Regions from separate parts of the Zea mays genome. Here region 1 is linked to region 2. Evidence: chromatin contacts called from public Hi-C data. All regions are on one chromosome and are shown on one strand. Each heading gives the region's core, a stretch centred on a gene start, on an enhancer-like site or on the middle of the called end of the contact. The rest is flanking DNA. Distances are from core to core; before and after follow the strand shown.

Region 1 (5,194 bases), core at 1,767-4,266, 610 kb before region 2:
CTCGCTTCTGGCTCGCGAGCCAACGATCCTAGCCATAAACGTAGATCCGCTCTCTAAATTATAATACAAAATCTTTAAAATATTTTTAAAAACATATTTTAAATTAGTAAAATAGATATATTACTAATATAATATAGAAAATAGATTAATTTTGTATAGTAATCTCAAATAACATAAATTAATTGTCTACTCGGTAGTAATATTATATGCTAATTAGGATTTTATGTAACAAATTGTTGTTGAGTCGAGCCACGAGCCAGCTCGCAAGCCGAGCCGAGCTGGCTCGCTCTTTTCACGAGCCACAAAAACAGGCTCGGTTCGGGCTCGTTCTGAGCGTCGAGCCGGTCCGAGTCGAGCTGCTGCAAGCCCAAGCCAGCTCATCGAGCTCGAGCTTTATTTCTAGCCCTAGACGACAGCAGCGCCGGGCTTTGCTTCCTTTTCTCGGCACCGAGCTTGGAGGACATAACAGACAGGCGGATGCGTTTGGCGATGGCGACCTTGGGACAAATGGTTGATGGAGTTGGTCGTTGTTGCTGGCTTGAGCTCGCGAGGACCTCCACCATTGGCTCTGGTTTTGCAGGGATTCCACCCGAGATGAGCGGTCCGCCGTCGGAACCGCCCGACTCCGGCCATATAGAGCCCAGCTTCGCGTCTAGGGCTGGACAAAATACTCGTGGCTCGTGAGCTCGCTCGACTCGTGGCCAGCTCGGCTCGGCTCGACTCGGCTCGTTTCAATTTTATCACGAGCTGAGCTAACATATCAGCTCGGTTCGTTAACGAGCCAGCTCGACACGAGCTCGAGCCAGCTCGTTAGCTCGAATGAGCTAGCATTTATCTGTACAACAAATCCTATACTTGTATTGGATGAATTAATAAGTGATGAACTATGTTAGTTTAGGGTTTAAATGATGTGATATATAAAATTATGAGTATTGTTAGTCTTTTCTAGTGTTAAATTAGTATGAAATTAATTAGCAATTGATTATATTGTTGTATATATATATGTATACTATTTTTTATTCTGGCTCGCGAGCTAAACGAGCCAGCTCGAGCTCGCAAACGAGTCGAGCCGAGCTGGTTCTCTGGCTCGGTTGCTTAACGAGTCGAGCCGAGCCAGCTCGTCCCCTTAACGAGCCAGCTCGAGCTCGGTCGAGCCGAGCCGAGCTGGCTCGATATCCACCCCTATTCGCGTCCAAGTCCGACAAAGCACACTGGGAACAAACAGGCGGCGCAGGGAGACAGTTGCAACAAGGGAGAACGAGAGGGAAGGTTTTGCCCTGCCGTGGAAGAGAGAAGCAGCCAGCGACAAGGGAGAAACCGTTTCAACTTGTACATGTTTGTGCCGAATCCAACATCGATCGTCGCTCTGAGCCCTAAATTAACATAGGAATTACGAAAGGATACTCAAAACAATTCAGAGTTATTGGGGTTATTCCAGACCTATTTTCCGAGTTCACACTTCAGTTGTCTATATCTTAATAATCAGCCAAGCCGCTTCTTAAGATATAGGCAACTTGGGAGCGTCACCAATGCTCAACACTTGATTCAAAGAAATAATTGCACATACCTAAATTGCACTGAGATTAATACCACATCCTTCGAAGGGGGCTGTTGAAAAAGCTAATCCATCATTCATTTTAGATCAAAATATGAAAATTTATACAGAACAGGATATCCTAAGACAAGCAATGAAAATAGAATTGAGGCAAAATTACTACCACACCTATGGCGAATGGCAACCTCACTTGCCTCCAGGCTCCAGCGAGGGGCTAAACTGCCCTTAGCAATCTTCTCCAGCGAGGAAGTATTATTATTAACCACAAAACCTGACACAATAGTCAGCAGCTATGTCATATTGTAGGGCTTGCAATAACAGCAAGCCCTAGCTAGGTGCTTCTTACTTCCGTCGGCCCTCAAGCACCTTCTTCAACTCCTCACTTGCTTCATTTGAGGCCGGTTTCGTCCCACTGTCTACCAATTCCTTCGCATTTATGTGGAAATGACGATCTGGTTTCGACACTAAAGTATGTTGTTGAGGTGGCACTGCTGTTGGCAGCTTACGATCATTGCCTTTGCCGGCTCCAATCTCTGCACTCAAGTCCTCGACTGCACGACGCAGCATTGTGCTCTCCGCATTCAGCTTATCCAGTTGCCTCTTCATGAGTGAGAACTCTTCATCCTCAGCTGCCGGTGGTGTGTCTTTCTTCCTCTTCTTGTCCGCTTCAGACTGTGAAGGCACCTTGGGCGTGTGCTCGATAATGATCTTGTTCATCACCAGCAGCGGCAGCTTGCTGATGGCGAGGCTCCCAGCCTTGCGCCCGTACCCGTTGTCTGCAAGCGTGGCCTTGATCTCCGGCGGCACGCGCAGCCCCCACTGGAACCACATGCTCGCTTTACTCCACAGTGGCAGCACGCTCCTGGTCGTGAGCCGCATCCCGGACAGCAGCGCGCCTACGCCGCCGCCGTTCGTCCCGGTGGCGGCCGCCACGTTCGCCCCGAATACATTCTCGGCGAAGGAGAGGTCGTTACCGTGTGCTTCGCAGTCGTGGTCGTCGCTGTTGGTGGTGAGGTCGACCATCTTGATCGCTAGCGGGGGCGGAGTGGATGTGGGCGGCGGTGTCGGCGGGGAGTGGACGGAGCTTGCGACGGCGAAGTCCCCGATCCGGGGCTTGAAGAGGAGCGAGAAGGCGGGCGGGTTGGAGGAGGTGAGGTTGAATTCGGCGGCGAGGGCGAATGGGGCGCGGATAGGGGACCCCGTGCGGACGGAGAGGGCAAAAGGCTGGAGGGGTTCGTTGGGGCGGTATGAGAGGCGGAGCGCCGGGACAGAGGGGAAGGCGGTGGAGAGGTCAAAACGGAGGTCCTTGGCGTCTCCCCCCGCCGCGAGGCCCGAGAGGAAGGGCAGCCCTAGCACGCCAATCGGCACCTTGGCGCGCAGCAGCGGTCGGTCGTCGTCCCGGAACTTGATCGACGCCTTCACGGCGGGCGGATGGGCGGCTAGGGTTAGCCTATATTGGATTTAGGATTTGCCGGGTTGGGGAGGTTCGATGGTGGTGGGGATTTGAAGTCTGGAGGCGGCCAGGAGCCTGGGCACGAGCGGCGCGACGGCGTCCCGCGGGTGCTCCCCGGCGACGAGCGCCAGCAGCCGGACCGAGTGCCGCCGCAGCGGCGTCCTGTCGGTTGCGGAGGTGGTAGGAAGAGCGGGCGAACGGCGGGGTTTGCGGAAGGGCGTGCGGGTGGAGGCGGGGGCGGTCTACACTGCTAACTTAATAGTTAGTAGAGATATATATATATATATATATATATATATATATATATATATATATATATATATATATATATATATATCCACACGTATTGCTTCGTCTACGTGTCTACGATAACACACTGTTGATTTTGTAAACGTATCGAGATTGGTTGACAGCATTGGCCCAGACCCCTAACCGCACGCCTCCTTTGCCACGCACCGGGTGGCCTTGAGGCCAGCCAGCAACTAGACCACAGCTTGTGCTGGCGGCTGGCCCATTTGGCCCGATGTGAGGATTCGGACCACAGTTTTATTGTACCGAAAAAGTGGTCTTGGAATTACCCACGTTTTGTTGTGTGATGAGGTCACTTTGGAGGACAATGTTGCATGCGATCTAACACTATTGTATAAGTTTTCCATTGGTCCCTTCCTACTCTGTTCAAGGAACGCATTTATGTTTCAAAATCCAGACTGCAAGTGTCAATGCTAACCATTAGAGTTAATGTGGGAGCCAGAAAATCGGAGAGGATCAGAGGTGCTGAAGTTTCCAAAACTACAGGCATAACTCCTATAGTTTCCGTGTTTGCTCGCCGTTTACTTCACCGCCAATCCGTTCACGTTCCGGATGCTGGAGAGGAAGAATTGAACACTCTGTTCTTTGCCTTCGTTGCCTATATATGGATTCAAAGATTCAGAGTGAGAGATTTTGTGTACGAAGTTGTCAACCACAATCAAAAACCAACTAATATAATGGGCGTACTACCTCGCTATCCCAGTTGGTGCAGAGAGTGATGATCGCGAGCAGAAGGAGCTGTACGATGAGCCCACATATGATGCCCAACCAGAGTCCCTGTTCATTTGTCAGCGAAGTACTGAGAAACAATGGCCATGCCAAAGAACTGGGGGATGGTAAATAGTTTCAGGGAGAAGCCGCACCGTCCCACCGACACGCAGGACGAACGCTATGAGGTAAGCAGAGGGGATGCCGACGATGTAGTAGGCGCCAAGGTTGATGCAGGCACCGATCTTCTGCCATCCACAGCCTCTAGCCACACCTACGTACAATCCATCCCATGGACATCACAAGGAAGGAAGGAAGAGGAGTCGTCAACTCCGGTGTCCGCTAGCTGTTGTGTAGTAGGAAGCACAGCATAGCTCCTCTGTACTGCACGTACCTGAAAGCACGCACTGGATACCATCGAAGAAGTTGGACACTGCAATGACCAGCATCATGTTGGCCACGTACGTCACCACCTCCTCGACGTTGCTGTAGGCATGGCCCCAGACGTAGCGCACGCACACCAGGATGAGGCCCACGCCTAGCCCTTCGGCGACAGACAGCAACACAACGACACGCACCGCAAGGCGGGCGGCTCGAGGACGCCCGGCACCCAGCTCATTCGACACGCGAGTGCTGCACCATGCCAGGCCACCATGATCAGAGCAAGCCAGCACCACCAAAGCAAGCAGACCTTCTATCAGGTGATGTTCATGTCAGAGCTTGGTTCCGGGTTCTCAAGTCGTCGTCCATTACCTGATAGCTGAGCTAAGCCCAAAGGGGATCATCCACACGAACGCAGCAGTGTTAAGGCTGATCGACAGCACGGAGGTCTCCAGTTTTGGGTTGGGAAGAAGGCCCGAGAGGAGCACAATGAGTTCAAACGACCACATCTCCAAGCTGCGCGCAACCGGCCATTATTATGTATTGCTTAACAACAATAATATTACTTGCTGCTCGATCGATCTACAGAAACTGCATTAATAGACACGACGCGTACCAGACCATGAGAGCGGACGGGACCGCAAGCCTGAAGAAGCCGAGCGCGTCGCGGAAGGCCTCCGTGGAGAAGCCCGTCCACGTCTCCTTGCAGGCGCTGGACACCCTCACGTACACGGCCAGCACGGCCACGTTGACCCAGTAGGAGATGGAGTTGCTGAGCGCCGCGCCCT
Region 2 (4,811 bases), core at 356-2,855:
ACTTAATGACTCTGTGGATGTCTCGGACATCTTGATGTAATAAAGTACTATTTCTGCTTTTATTTTGAGTAATGTGTGATGATGTCCAATTATGTAATCGCTGTGTACGTGAATTTCTGATTGTGACACGTACATGATTCACATTCGGTTTACCTTCCAAAACTGGGTGTGACAATGATTAGCACACAATAATTGACTAAGTGTCTAGAGCTTACCTTTTTCTCTTGACACCATATAGATTTGCATTTTGCCCTCTTCCAAGCTCAATTTGCTTTACGTGTTTGTGCTCATTTAAGATGATGTTAGTCTTAATGTAATGTGTTGGCATTTAATCACCAAAACATTATAGAAATGACCAAGGGCACATTTACCTTTCACTAGATCGGCACCAACAGTTGTTTGTTGATTGCTCTTTGCTAGAAAAGAAATGGGCCAACACTCAATGGGAGCATGCTGTAACGGGCCACAACCACGGATGACAGCCCAATGGACCAATATTTCGGTTAATCCAGTTTAAACCAAACTAAAAACCGAAAACTAAAATATAGTTTGGTTCTTGAAGAATAGTAACCGAAGAATACTTCGGTTTGGTTAATTTCGGTTAGTTCAGTTTTGGTTCCGATTTTTCCGGTTTATTACTGTACTACGCAATTTTGTGATTTCCGTGGTGTTTTTGTTGAAGTTGGGATCAAGTCACGATGCTCTCGAGTAAATAAATTTTGTGGCTCTCATTCATCGTCTCTAAACGTTTCACCGATCCTTCACTTGCAGAGAAGATCATAATTATCTGTGCCACAGTGCCCTATTGCGAATGGTCGGGCGACATATTACGAACTTTGCGGCACCTCGCAGAGAGATCTCCAAGGTCTCAACTCCCCATAAGCTGGATCTAGTAATCATTGATGTTTGGTCTAAAAAAACCGCCAACCAAAAGTAAAAAAACTAAAATACGGAGAGTAACATTTGAAGAAAAAAACATGACGTCATATTAACAATATAAGATGTCACCAATCACAATCTAGTAATTCAAATAAAAGAAGAAATAAATTAAAATAATATTTGTCCGTAGTTGGTTACCTAATCAAATATACCATTACCAAAAGCAAAAAACTAGAGAAAATTGCAACCGGTCAACTTGCTAACGCCGAGTTCAGCGCATAGCACCGGCTTGAGCCACCGATGTCCATTGCCACAATCAAGCGGATGAACTCGGAGACAATAACTATTTATCATTTTCACAGAAGACACTAATAAGATTATTTAGTTCAGAGTAACATGACTATCTCAGTATTGTTTCAGTTATGTCATAAAATTAGAAAACAAAAAAGGACACCAAATAACGTCAATGTCCTGTTTGTCCCGCAACCAAACACACCATATCACTATCCTATTTGTCCCGCAACCAAACACACCATAAATCACTCATTATTGACAGCTGAGCGTGAGCCGCCAACGTAGTACGTTGTGTGTCACTCGCCTTATAAAAATGACAAAAAAAAAAGATTGTCCATAAACTTGGGACGGGCAATCGTCTTTCCATCCCCAAACTTACCACAATCAAACTGATCAACTGACAACTAGGGATGGGCAACCAGGCTCTCTTTCCCAGTTGATGCGCGTCGGATTTGCTTGTCCGCTATGGGACGCTGGTTCAAGCCCCTTTCTCACCCGCCACACTCCATCACTTGTCGCTACTCACCAGATTGCCCCGCGCCCATGCTGCTGTGGCCGCCTAGCTCGTGATCCTGTTCTCCTACCCACAAGTTGCGATTCGGTTGGTGCCCCTCAATCTTGGATCTTCCGCTTCGCCTCCTCCCTGATCCTCGAATATTGTCGCTTATGGACCGAGCGTCGTGACGGCTTTCCTTCCTATCTTCTTGCAGCAGATCTCTGGCGCAGCCATCGAATCCATCCTTTGTCCTTGACTCATACTTCTGTTGCAATTTGCGTGCTGGTTCCTCCGGTGGTGCATGTGCACGGGCCATGTTCGACGAGGTGGGTTTGAGAAGTTCTGTTACATGGTAATCCCCGTCCTTGGGCTTGTCATGGTCGATTGGGAACAGTAGGATTGGTTGCTGAGCATGGCTGGACCGGAGAAGACTGTTGTTTGGTTCAGGAGAGACCTCAGGATCCAGGACAACCCGGCCTTGGCAGCGGCGGCGAAAGGGGGCTCTGTCCTCCCTATCTTCATATGGTGCCCCTCAGACTACGGGCAGTACTACCCTGGAAGGTGCTCCCGGTGGTGGCTCAAGCAGTCTCTTGTCCACCTTGGGAAGTCATTAGAGCTGCTCGGGTGCCCACTCGTGCTGATCCGTGCGGAGGACAGCACTCTTGCAGCTCTTTTGGAGTGCGTTCGTTCCATCAGTGCCACTAGAGTGGTTTACAATCGTCTCTACGGTAACTGTACTAGCCTGTCTGATACAATTTTTCAGGACAACTGTTTCTTTTTGAAATATTTTGTTTTCGAAAGCGCTTGATTCACTTGGTCCTTTGATTACGTATTCGAAGCTTTCATCCAGTTACACAGTGTAACATTGTTAATCATAATATGTTTCGAGCTAATTGAGTACATTGTACTGTTTTTTTTTTCTTAGAGATACACCGGAGAGCTGTGTATCTGTGTATAAAAGAGAGGGGGAAAGGGGAACAGTTCATAAACCTTCTTATCCCAGTTTGGAGTATGGGGTTACAAGATAACACCCCAAATGATCACCTGTTATGCAAAAGTATATATCAACCCAACGTAACAAAACCCACACTAAGGTCTCTACATGACAAGAAAAGGAAACAAAAAGAAAAAAAAAACTGCTGCAGCTTTCGAGATCCAGCATTACACCACTGCCTCATCTCCTTTGAAGAAGTGCTGGGAGAGACACATCTATTCCTGTGATTCTACTTGGTCCAAGTCTGGTAGATCACATCACTTTGAAACCCTCTTCTTTGGGCCTTGCCAATGTTTTCTTGCTTTTCTTCACCACTAGGCAAAATCTTTTTTTCATTTACGCCTAGGCACCATTAACTCCAGATCAAAAGGGGTCAGGAAATGTGACAATCTCGAGGTGATACAAGTAAAAAACTTAGCAGAGTTCTCGCTCCAAAGCTTTGGTATTAACTCTGCAACTCACATTAGTTGTGGTTTACCATCTTCTACTAACCATGAAATTCCTCGGTACAAACTTTTCCTTGTTTAACCACTTTCTTATCATAGACTTTAGTTGAAATACATTGTTGAAATACATTAGTCAGTGCTATATATCACTTATATTGCATAGTTTGTAGAAGGTCAAAATTCATAAGCAAAGCATGTGATATAGAAAAAAATGCAAACAGTAAGCTGCCATAAGTGTTTCCTAATTTTAACTTATTAGAAGTCAGTAAGTATTTTTTTTTAAAATCTAAATATACCGCATTGGACTCAGCACTTAGGCCAATAGCAATGAGTAAACTCCATGTGATCAAGTTCAGGAGGTCACATGATGAATGTCTTATTGAAACAAATAAGTACACTATCAAGTAGTTATGGTCCCCAGTTCTATATTGGAACTCTGACATTTCCTAGAGCTGTTGAACTTTGTTATTCATAAATTCAATTTCATCCCTTGCATGATAGCATGTCTTCCCCAATGGACTCGAACCAATATATGATTGCTATTAATAAACAAGTTTCTTATCTTCTAACCATTGGTCTGCAAAGTCAACCCAGAGTCTCTGTGCTGCATTATCCATTGCTCTACACATTCACCACTTACAATTTATTCTGCTTGTGTTCTCTTGCGATGTCTTTTTATTCTTTCTTACACTGTAGACCCTATTTCACTTGTGCTTGACAACAAAATCAAGAATGAGCTTCCAGCCCATGGAATTTCTATCCAAAGTTTCAATGGTGATTTACTTTACGAGCCGTGGGATGTTTATGATGAGAATGGGCAGGCATTTACAACCTTTAACAAGTACTGGGAGAAATGTATGAGCCTACCTATTGAGATATCACAATATCTTGCACCTACAAGGCTGGTGGCAGCGCCAGGTAACTTTTTGCCATAGCATCATTTTCTGTTTTCATGAGCATCTGTACAGTTTTTTATTTATCTGCATTACATAGATTTGTTTTTAGTTTTGGTTCCTCATATAATGTCTAGAATGGCTTGAGTTACTTGTTTGCTCCGAAGTACTACTCATTCCGGTATTCCACATATGCAGTTTTAGGCTATTTTCAGCAGTTTATCCATACTCATACCCATATTCAAACTCTACTCTGCGAACAGTGCAGTCTACAGTACAAAATAGTGCAAACCAGTGTTTTGTGTGACCATATGGGTGAATTGCTGGACACGGTCTTAGTGATTGCTTCTCTACTATTTGGATTTAATGCTTCTCCAATCAATAAATCATCATATTTCTGCTTTAACTTTAATATTTTGGTATAAAATTCAGGTCTAGCAAATGTTCGCTGTTGTTCGATTGATGATCTAGGTCTTGAATCTAGTAAGGATGTGGAATCAAGCAATGCTTTGCTAAGCAGGGCCTGGTCTCCTGGCTGGCGCAATGCAGAGAACATGCTTGAGGAATTTGTGTCTTATGGTCTTCTAGAATATTCAGAACATGGTATGAAGGTTGGGGGAAGTACTACGTCATTATTGTCACCGTATCTCCATTTCGGGGAGTTGAGTGTAAGGATGATTTATCAACTTGTTAAAATGCGTCAAGTCAAGTGGCAAAATGAAGGAAAATCTGAAGCTGAGGAGAGTGTTCGATTGTTCCTACGATCAATTGGTTTTCGAGAATATTCACGGTACTTATGCTTTAACTAC

What was found. A called contact is a pair of places that touch in the nucleus more often than the background predicts.
Region 1: a Hi-C map of tassel shows a contact between it and region 2, with 4 times the contacts expected there. The contact joins the promoter of LOC103639942 here to the promoter of LOC100277533 in region 2. A contact is called at or near these places in 2 of 25 Hi-C or Micro-C datasets (leaf and tassel).

What each region holds. Positions count from the first base shown.
Region 1 is chr9:50,845,286-50,850,479 of Zm-B73-REFERENCE-NAM-5.0, reverse strand. LOC103639942 reads right to left here and starts at 3,016. Exons shown (of 1, transcript XM_023301085.1): 1 at 1,579-3,016. The coding sequence starts at 3,016. The coding sequence ends at 1,898. It overlaps LOC100382400, which reads right to left. Exons shown (of 7, transcript NM_001175145.1): 2 at 5,023-5,194; 3 at 4,779-4,922; 4 at 4,420-4,658; 5 at 4,181-4,299; 6 at 4,008-4,094; 7 at 3,560-3,915. The coding sequence ends at 3,859. It overlaps LOC118473314 (a long non-coding RNA gene), which reads right to left and starts at 735. Exons shown (of 2, transcript XR_004852642.1): 1 at 1-735.
Region 2 is chr9:50,237,908-50,242,718 of Zm-B73-REFERENCE-NAM-5.0, reverse strand. It overlaps LOC100277533, which reads left to right and starts at 1,605. Exons shown (of 6, transcript NM_001349005.1): 1 at 1,605-1,774; 2 at 1,887-2,397; 3 at 3,841-4,027; 4 at 4,435-4,811. The coding sequence starts at 3,967.